2 separate regions of the Mus musculus genome follow, and region 2 is linked to region 1. The links are chromatin contacts, called in public ChIA-PET maps. All regions are on one chromosome and are shown on one strand. The core of a region is the stretch at or near the end of the contact, and the rest is flanking DNA. Distances in the headings are between cores, read along the strand shown. Region 1 overlaps Fli1 (Friend leukemia integration 1). Region 2 overlaps Gm27166 (a long non-coding RNA gene).

Region 1 (3,380 bases), core at 22-2,521:
CACACACACACACAAACACACACACACACACACACACACGAGTGCATCTGCACAAGTGTGCATCCACTACACAGATACACAGACACACACACACAAAGAAAACAAACAAAATGGTAAAGACCTCTATCCAGTGTGCTTTGTACCTGGTACAAGAAAGCCAAAAACAGTAAAAGAGGACCCAGGATTTTCTGAGCCTTGTGTGCAGGTTGGACCCTCTGGATGGCCCTGCATCTTCCACAGCAAGTTTGTATATCCCGCTAGCTTCCACCCTGGTCTCTTTCTTTGCCTTCCCCACTTATATACTGAGTCCCAAAGCCATTGTTCGTTCTCACTTCTGAAAGCTAAGCACACAGTGGCAGGCCCCAAGGCCTGCGGCTGTGTGTGCCTGAGATTAAGATTTTTATCTGCTCTCTGACAATGTGCAGAGGAAATCCTGTTCCTAAACTCAGGGCCGTGAGAGGAGCGCGGCCAGCAGTTCTTCCCTCCCACCTGGGAGAGAGATCAGGACACCTGACCTGCCAGGAACATGGGCTCATTGTTTATACATAGAAAAAGCTCTTTTCCGGTCTCAGTTAATCAACTCCTCTCCTACATTTTTTTCTTTGAGCCGCAGAGCATAACAGTCTCTTGGCAGAGCTGGGTTGGGGTCTTAATGTACTAGCAGATAAGGTCCCCACGGAGGAAATGCGAACTACTGTCTAGTAAGATTTAGGAAAGAGCTTTTCCACTCTCCGTGAACCAGGAGGTTCACAGGCAGCCATATCCTCACTGCATGGACCCAGTGTGGCTCTCAAGCACTAGGAGAAGACTCCGTGCTAAAGGGCGGGTTCTCTGGTGGTCAGAGATGAGGTTGTGGGAAGCTGTAGGCTCTTCTCTTTCCCTTTATCCCTAGGGCTTAGTGGGCAGCTACTCTCACAGACAAGCTCCGGGTGACAATTAGGGGACTAGTAGAAGGTCCCTATTTTGTATGTATGGCTTGTCATATTCCTGGCTAACGTAGGCAATGCAGGCGTGCTTGGTAGTTGGAGATGCCTGTTGCTACAGGAGGACACTGAGGACACACGCTCTTTCCCGGACTTGAAGGAAGATATCCTAAGACAGAACTGCCTGGGTGTCTACCCCCAACTCTGCTTTTCCTATCGCTCCTTTCACTGCAGAGCTGGAGTGGATCTGGATCATCTGCAAATCTGCCAGGATGCCCAGGGCTATGAGCAAGAAGAAGAAGGTGTAGAACTTGCTGGGGGCAGGTGCTTACTCCCACAGAAGCACTGCGGTTATAGAAGAAATGACGTGAGCAAAATATCAGTGTTAACTCTCAGAAAACTGCCCAGCAGCAGCAGAGGTGGGGTGGGGTGGGGAGGAGGATGGGGAGAGAAAGGAGAGAGAGGAGAGGGAGGGGAGAGAGAGGGGAGAGAGAACACCGTCTCTAGAAGTGACCTGCCTGAGACCTTGCCCTCTGGCCTCAGTACCTTCATCTTTACAAGGGAACACACAGAGGACTGCTGAGACCTCTGTCTCCAGCATCCCGCCCCCTGAATTAGAATTGTCATTGAACTGATGAAGTCATACTCTCCCTGCTGTAGCGGTAAGGGGAAGCTGGGAGTGTGAAGCCTTGGCCACCTCACCTCCAGGTGCAGGTGTGGCTGAGTTGTCGCTGCCTCATTCGCAGGGGCAAGAGAAAGAGCAGCAACAGTATTTCTGTGGAGGAAGTGTGTTGGTAAACCCCAAGACGCCAGAGTATGCACTTGGGCCTGCCCTGATTCATCTTAAAGCTGAGCTCTGACGAAGGCTCATGGGAGGACCACTTTTCTGTTTTGTCTTGTTTTGTTTCAGCTCATGGGGAAAATGGACTTGCTCATCAGTCTGGAACTGGACAGAGAGGAAGTGGCTCCTGGGTGGGAAGCTATACTTCTGCCGAGCACAGGACAGAGGAGAAAGTAGGAATGCCTCCCCTCCCTTCCCCTTCAACTCCTCCGGACAGGAATAAGGCAAGAAAGCCTGGCCTGAAGAACAGGAGCCCACCCTGCTGTGAGAGGAGCTTCAGCCAGCTTCAGGGATGGGGGTATGGATGCAGGGGTGTGCGAGAGCTGAGAAAGCATCTCTTCCTAGCTCCACAGTCAGAAACATCATCCTGGTAGCCTGGCATCAGCCTCAGAGCAACCATTTGCACCATGGAAATAGGTGAACACTACACAAATCCAGACGGTAGGTTGTTCCACGTTTATCAGCACACGTGTGGCTGGAAATTTCTGCTTCTCATTAACTCCATTCAGCGTTGAGCCATTCACTAAATCTTGGTAGTGAGGGCTCAGTCTGCAGCAGACTAGCCTCAGAGGCTGATATTTAGCTCTACAGACAAGCATCAATTAGATCCAGCCTTTGAGCTGTGTGCAGATCTGGGCTGACTTCATCACAGGAACACATGGAGACGGAGACCGATTGGCTGAGCTCAGGATCTAGGCACCCCCAAGCTACACTTTCCCTTTTGAGAACTTGAAGCCGTTTCCCCTAGCTGTCATTCTGGCCTGTGAGCAGTAGACCTTGTTTTCCCAACCACTCGAACACTCAGGAGCCCTTCTTTATCAGGTAAGGAACTAAACACTTTGTGTCCGTTATCTCCCTGTATTTCATCCTCACCAGAGCCTTATGAAATAATTTCCTCATTTTACAGTTCAGGGAGGTGAGACCTGTGAGGTTGACCAGATTATAAGTGGCCTCGCTCAGAGGTGAACTCAGACTTGACTGGATCCAGGGTGTGCTCGTTCCAAAGTGGGTGTGCCCAGACCACACTTCTGATGTCAATATCGAACATGACTCTTCCTTGAAAATTTACCTCAGTCCATTGATACTAACTCTGAACATGACTGTCAAGTGAGACACAGCTTCCAGGGCCACTGTGTAGCCACAGCACCCTTCCCAAAGACATGCCACCTCCCCCACAGTATATAGTTCCTCTTCCCTCTGCCCCAGCCATGGCCCTGCCCCTGCTTCAACCTCTACTGAAAACTTACTTCCTCCCTTGGAGCTTTCTCTCATTAACCCCACCCAGTGTTGGTCAATTCATCCACTTTGCTTTTATTCTAATAGGTAGTATTTAAATTCACCCCAGAATGCTTTTTCCTGTTTTTACCACTGGGGTGCATTGGGATTTTCTTCCTTAACCTGTCCCTCCTATTAAAGTCCTGCAAGATCTGTACCTGAGTCACCTGGCTAGGGCTATGTCTGTCTGTAGGCTTCCTATTCAGAGTGGAGAAGCTCTTGACCTGGTCAGATGACTCAAATATCTGTCTTGTTCTTGCCAAAGAGGCTCCTCTCAAGAACTATAAGCAGAAGGAGAAATAGTTCAAGCCAGACCTATCCAGCTTATGATATTCATATCA
Region 2 (3,064 bases), core at 87-2,586, 550 kb after region 1:
GTAAATTACATTAGAATCAAGAAATAAGTATTCCTTCTTGTTTTCCTCTCCCCACAAGAGTTTCAGGCCAGATTTGTGTATGCTTATAGGGTGAGCTTACTCCTGCCTTCCTCTGAGGCCCAGAATTTAACAACTTCTTCAATTAAAGTTTTTTTTACTTTTAAAAACAGACTGTTTATTTATTTATTTGTGTGTGTGTGTGTGTGTGTGTGTGTGTGTCTGTCAGAAGACAACCCTTGTTGCCATTCATCAGGTATTGTTCAGCCTAACTTTTTGAGCCCAGCTCTCTCTCTCTCTCTCTCTCTCTCTGTCTCTGTCTCTCTCTCTCTCTCTCTCTCTCTCTCTCTCTCTCTCTCTCTCTCCTTCCCTTCCTCCCTCCCTTTCTCCCCCATCTCTCTGTTCCTCTCTATCAGGCATACATTCTCCTCTGTCTCTGTCTTCCTATTGTGCTCCCTGTCTCCTCTTCTCCTCCCTTGTCTCTTTCTCCTTCTCCCTCTCTCTCTCTCACCTCCCTCTCTCTCTTCATACCCCACAGCATGGGGAGAAAATGGAAGACAGTCAGAAATCTCAGCTACACAAGCTCATGCCTTCATCAAAGGATAATCTTGACTAAAACTACTTGAGACCGGTATAGTTTCTTGAAATTTTCAACCCAAAATATCTGTTTCAGGAAATCACATACTACTGATCTTTCCTCGTGGTTTAATTGGTTATGGTTTCTGAACTAAGAAAGAGGGTCTACATTATGATTTGTTTGTCTACTCAGAGAAAGTACCAAGACAAATGTAGTCTGTGCGCCATGATGTGAGGCTGTGGTAACTGGGGGTAGCTATCCAGTCCCTGGGCAATGTCAGCTGGACAGTAATGGCCAGGAACCCAGGTGTGGGGGAAGCAGCACCCAGGAAATGCCTGATGACATCTTTGAAAATGACTCAGGGATCAGCTGTGAGCATTAGCTTAGAGTCCTGTCTAATTTTACTGTTTGGGGTCAGTGACAGAATCTGAGGGTTTTGACTGGCTGCAAAGACTTCAGCAGTTTCTTTCGGTTCTTTCACAATTCCAGATGACCAGATTCCATACCATTCTGTGGCCTAGACTTGCCGTCTGCAGAATGACTAGAGTTAAGACTGGCTTGAAGTGCTGGGCCTTGTCTTTGGTGATGGAGGCAGGGGGAGGGGGCGGGTGATGGAAGGCAGTGGTTCTGAGGCTGAGTCCTCTGTGCTGGTGAGAATAGCTCAGCTTGTCTTTTCTCAGACAGACTTGTACTGTAAGTAACCTGAATGTGGTTACAGAGTCTCTATGACAACGTGGGGAAACTTTTTGTTAAGTGTGACTTCCTGACACTACACACAAGGAGTAATGTAAGAGCTGTGTGCATAGACAGATATATATGAGAGGCCTGTAGTACACTAACCTCTCCAAAAGATTTCTCTTGAGAAACATTTCATGTAGATTCAAATCTTGTTACAAGACTCTGTCCTGGTTGCCCTAGATAATCCAAACATCATATTGAAACCCAAGCCTCCGTGACCTACTTTGACTCTCCTTAGTACCCACCTTCGATGATGCTAGAAGAACCACAGATAGTACCCAATATGTGGTGAGGCAGAGAAAATATGACTGTGCTTCTTCTATAGACTTTCTACATTCTTGATCCTTATCTCTTCTTCGAGGTAGTCAGGTTCTAATCTGTATGCCTTCAGCTAAAGAGAGAAACAGGTAAAACTACATATGGTGCCTACAGGATGCTTTCTGGGTTCGTTTGTCTATTTTCATTTCTGTCCCTCATGGTCTGTCTGTTGGAAAGGGATGTTCAGATAAACTTGCTCTAACACTTTCTTGTATACTTTTGGTCCTGAAGAAGGGAGTTGCTTCTCAAGTCAGATAGGTAAATAGGCAATAAACCAGTCAGCATATGTAAAATGTTTAGTCACATACATTGAAGAATGAAGAAGAAAATGTTCAGTCAGCTTTTATTGTGTATGTTTACATATGAACACACATATGAATACACATAGAAATGTACATACAAACATAAATCCAGACTGACAAACATATAAGCTCACAAGCACACACATGTACATACACATACATGCACATGTATACATACACATATACTATACTCATACACACCCACACAGGCACACAAACACAGAAACTCCAGATGCTCCGCAGGATATCTATTGGAGATGCATTTGTAATCCAGAGACATGAGCTGGGACAAGGGGAATTGTAAAAATCCAGTGAAATTTCTCAGCCAAATATTTTTTTCCTGTAACTCCTCACAAGTCTTTTCCCAGGCTTCCACTTTCTCTGTGGGACAGAGTGATCCTGCTGGGAAAATGAGCCACACAGACAACTGGAATGACTTTCACAGCAGACCCCAGGATTTATGCTCATCCCTAATAATATATAAAGAAGCTTGGGGGGTGAGTTCAAACATCAATCCTGGATAACACACTTCTTTTTTCTTTTCTTTTTTTTTTTTTAGGATGGTGGAAAGAGTCAGGGACGTGTGATGTTTAGAGCAAGCACAAGAGATGGGGTTGAAGAAAGATAGGCCCCTCCCATTACCCATCGCCCATTTAATTTCTCCATGGTAGACAGGTAGTGGGCACTGTGAGCAAGGCTATATAGCCCAGTGTCCTGGAGGGAGGGTGAAGAACGAAGCATTTTGGAACATTTTGGCCTATGGAGTTATGGGATTTATAGATCACAGAATCAATAGTGTGGAGGCGTTCTGAGAGCCAAAGGTTCAAAGTTGTGTATCCACAACCATAGAAGAGCACGTGTTTCCTCCAATAGTAACTACAGCCTTCTTGGCCTCCTCTTGCCACCTGGCCTAACCTGCCTTCTTGTCTTTGAAGCCTCCATGGTCACTTGCTATAACTAAACTTTTTCATGGTTTGAAGCTTAGATACATATCCATTCTATGAAAATGGTGCTGCCCAGTTCCTGTGGGGGAAGCAGTTCCACATTATAATCTTTTGCATTGGCCTCTATATTTATTCTTCTGGTGGTGTGTTTGGGTTGTGTCTCTAATGCTTAGCCTGTGCCTGGCATA

The links. ChIA-PET counts read pairs in DNA pulled down with a chosen protein or histone mark.
Region 2: an RNA polymerase II ChIA-PET map of memory CD8 T cells shows a contact between it and region 1, with 325 read pairs. The contact joins two enhancer-like sites. A contact is called at or near these places in 1 of 484 Hi-C or Micro-C datasets (Th1 cells) and 5 of 115 datasets of contacts at active chromatin or transcription factors (T-cell acute lymphoblastic leukemia, Th17 cells, double positive thymocytes and 2 more).

The regions. Positions count from the first base shown.
Region 1 is chr9:32,505,915-32,509,294 of GRCm38.p6, forward strand. The region is part of intron 1 of Fli1 (Friend leukemia integration 1); the gene reads right to left. Among named protein-coding and RNA genes, the nearest start is that of Fli1, 34 kb to the right of the region's middle. Within about 2 kb of position 1,272, at least 134 of the 459 cell types and tissues checked have an H3K27ac peak or open chromatin away from gene starts, as enhancers often do. A contact at or near this core is called in Th1 cells, Th17 cells, effector CD8 T cells and 1 more, where this site is marked.
Region 2 is chr9:33,059,500-33,062,563 of GRCm38.p6, forward strand. All of the region lies in intron 1 of Gm27166 (a long non-coding RNA gene), which reads left to right. Among named protein-coding and RNA genes, the nearest start is that of Gm27166, 29 kb to the left of the region's middle. Within about 2 kb of position 1,337, at least 30 of the 459 cell types and tissues checked have an H3K27ac peak or open chromatin away from gene starts, as enhancers often do. A contact at or near this core is called in Th1 cells, Th17 cells, effector CD8 T cells and 1 more, where this site is marked.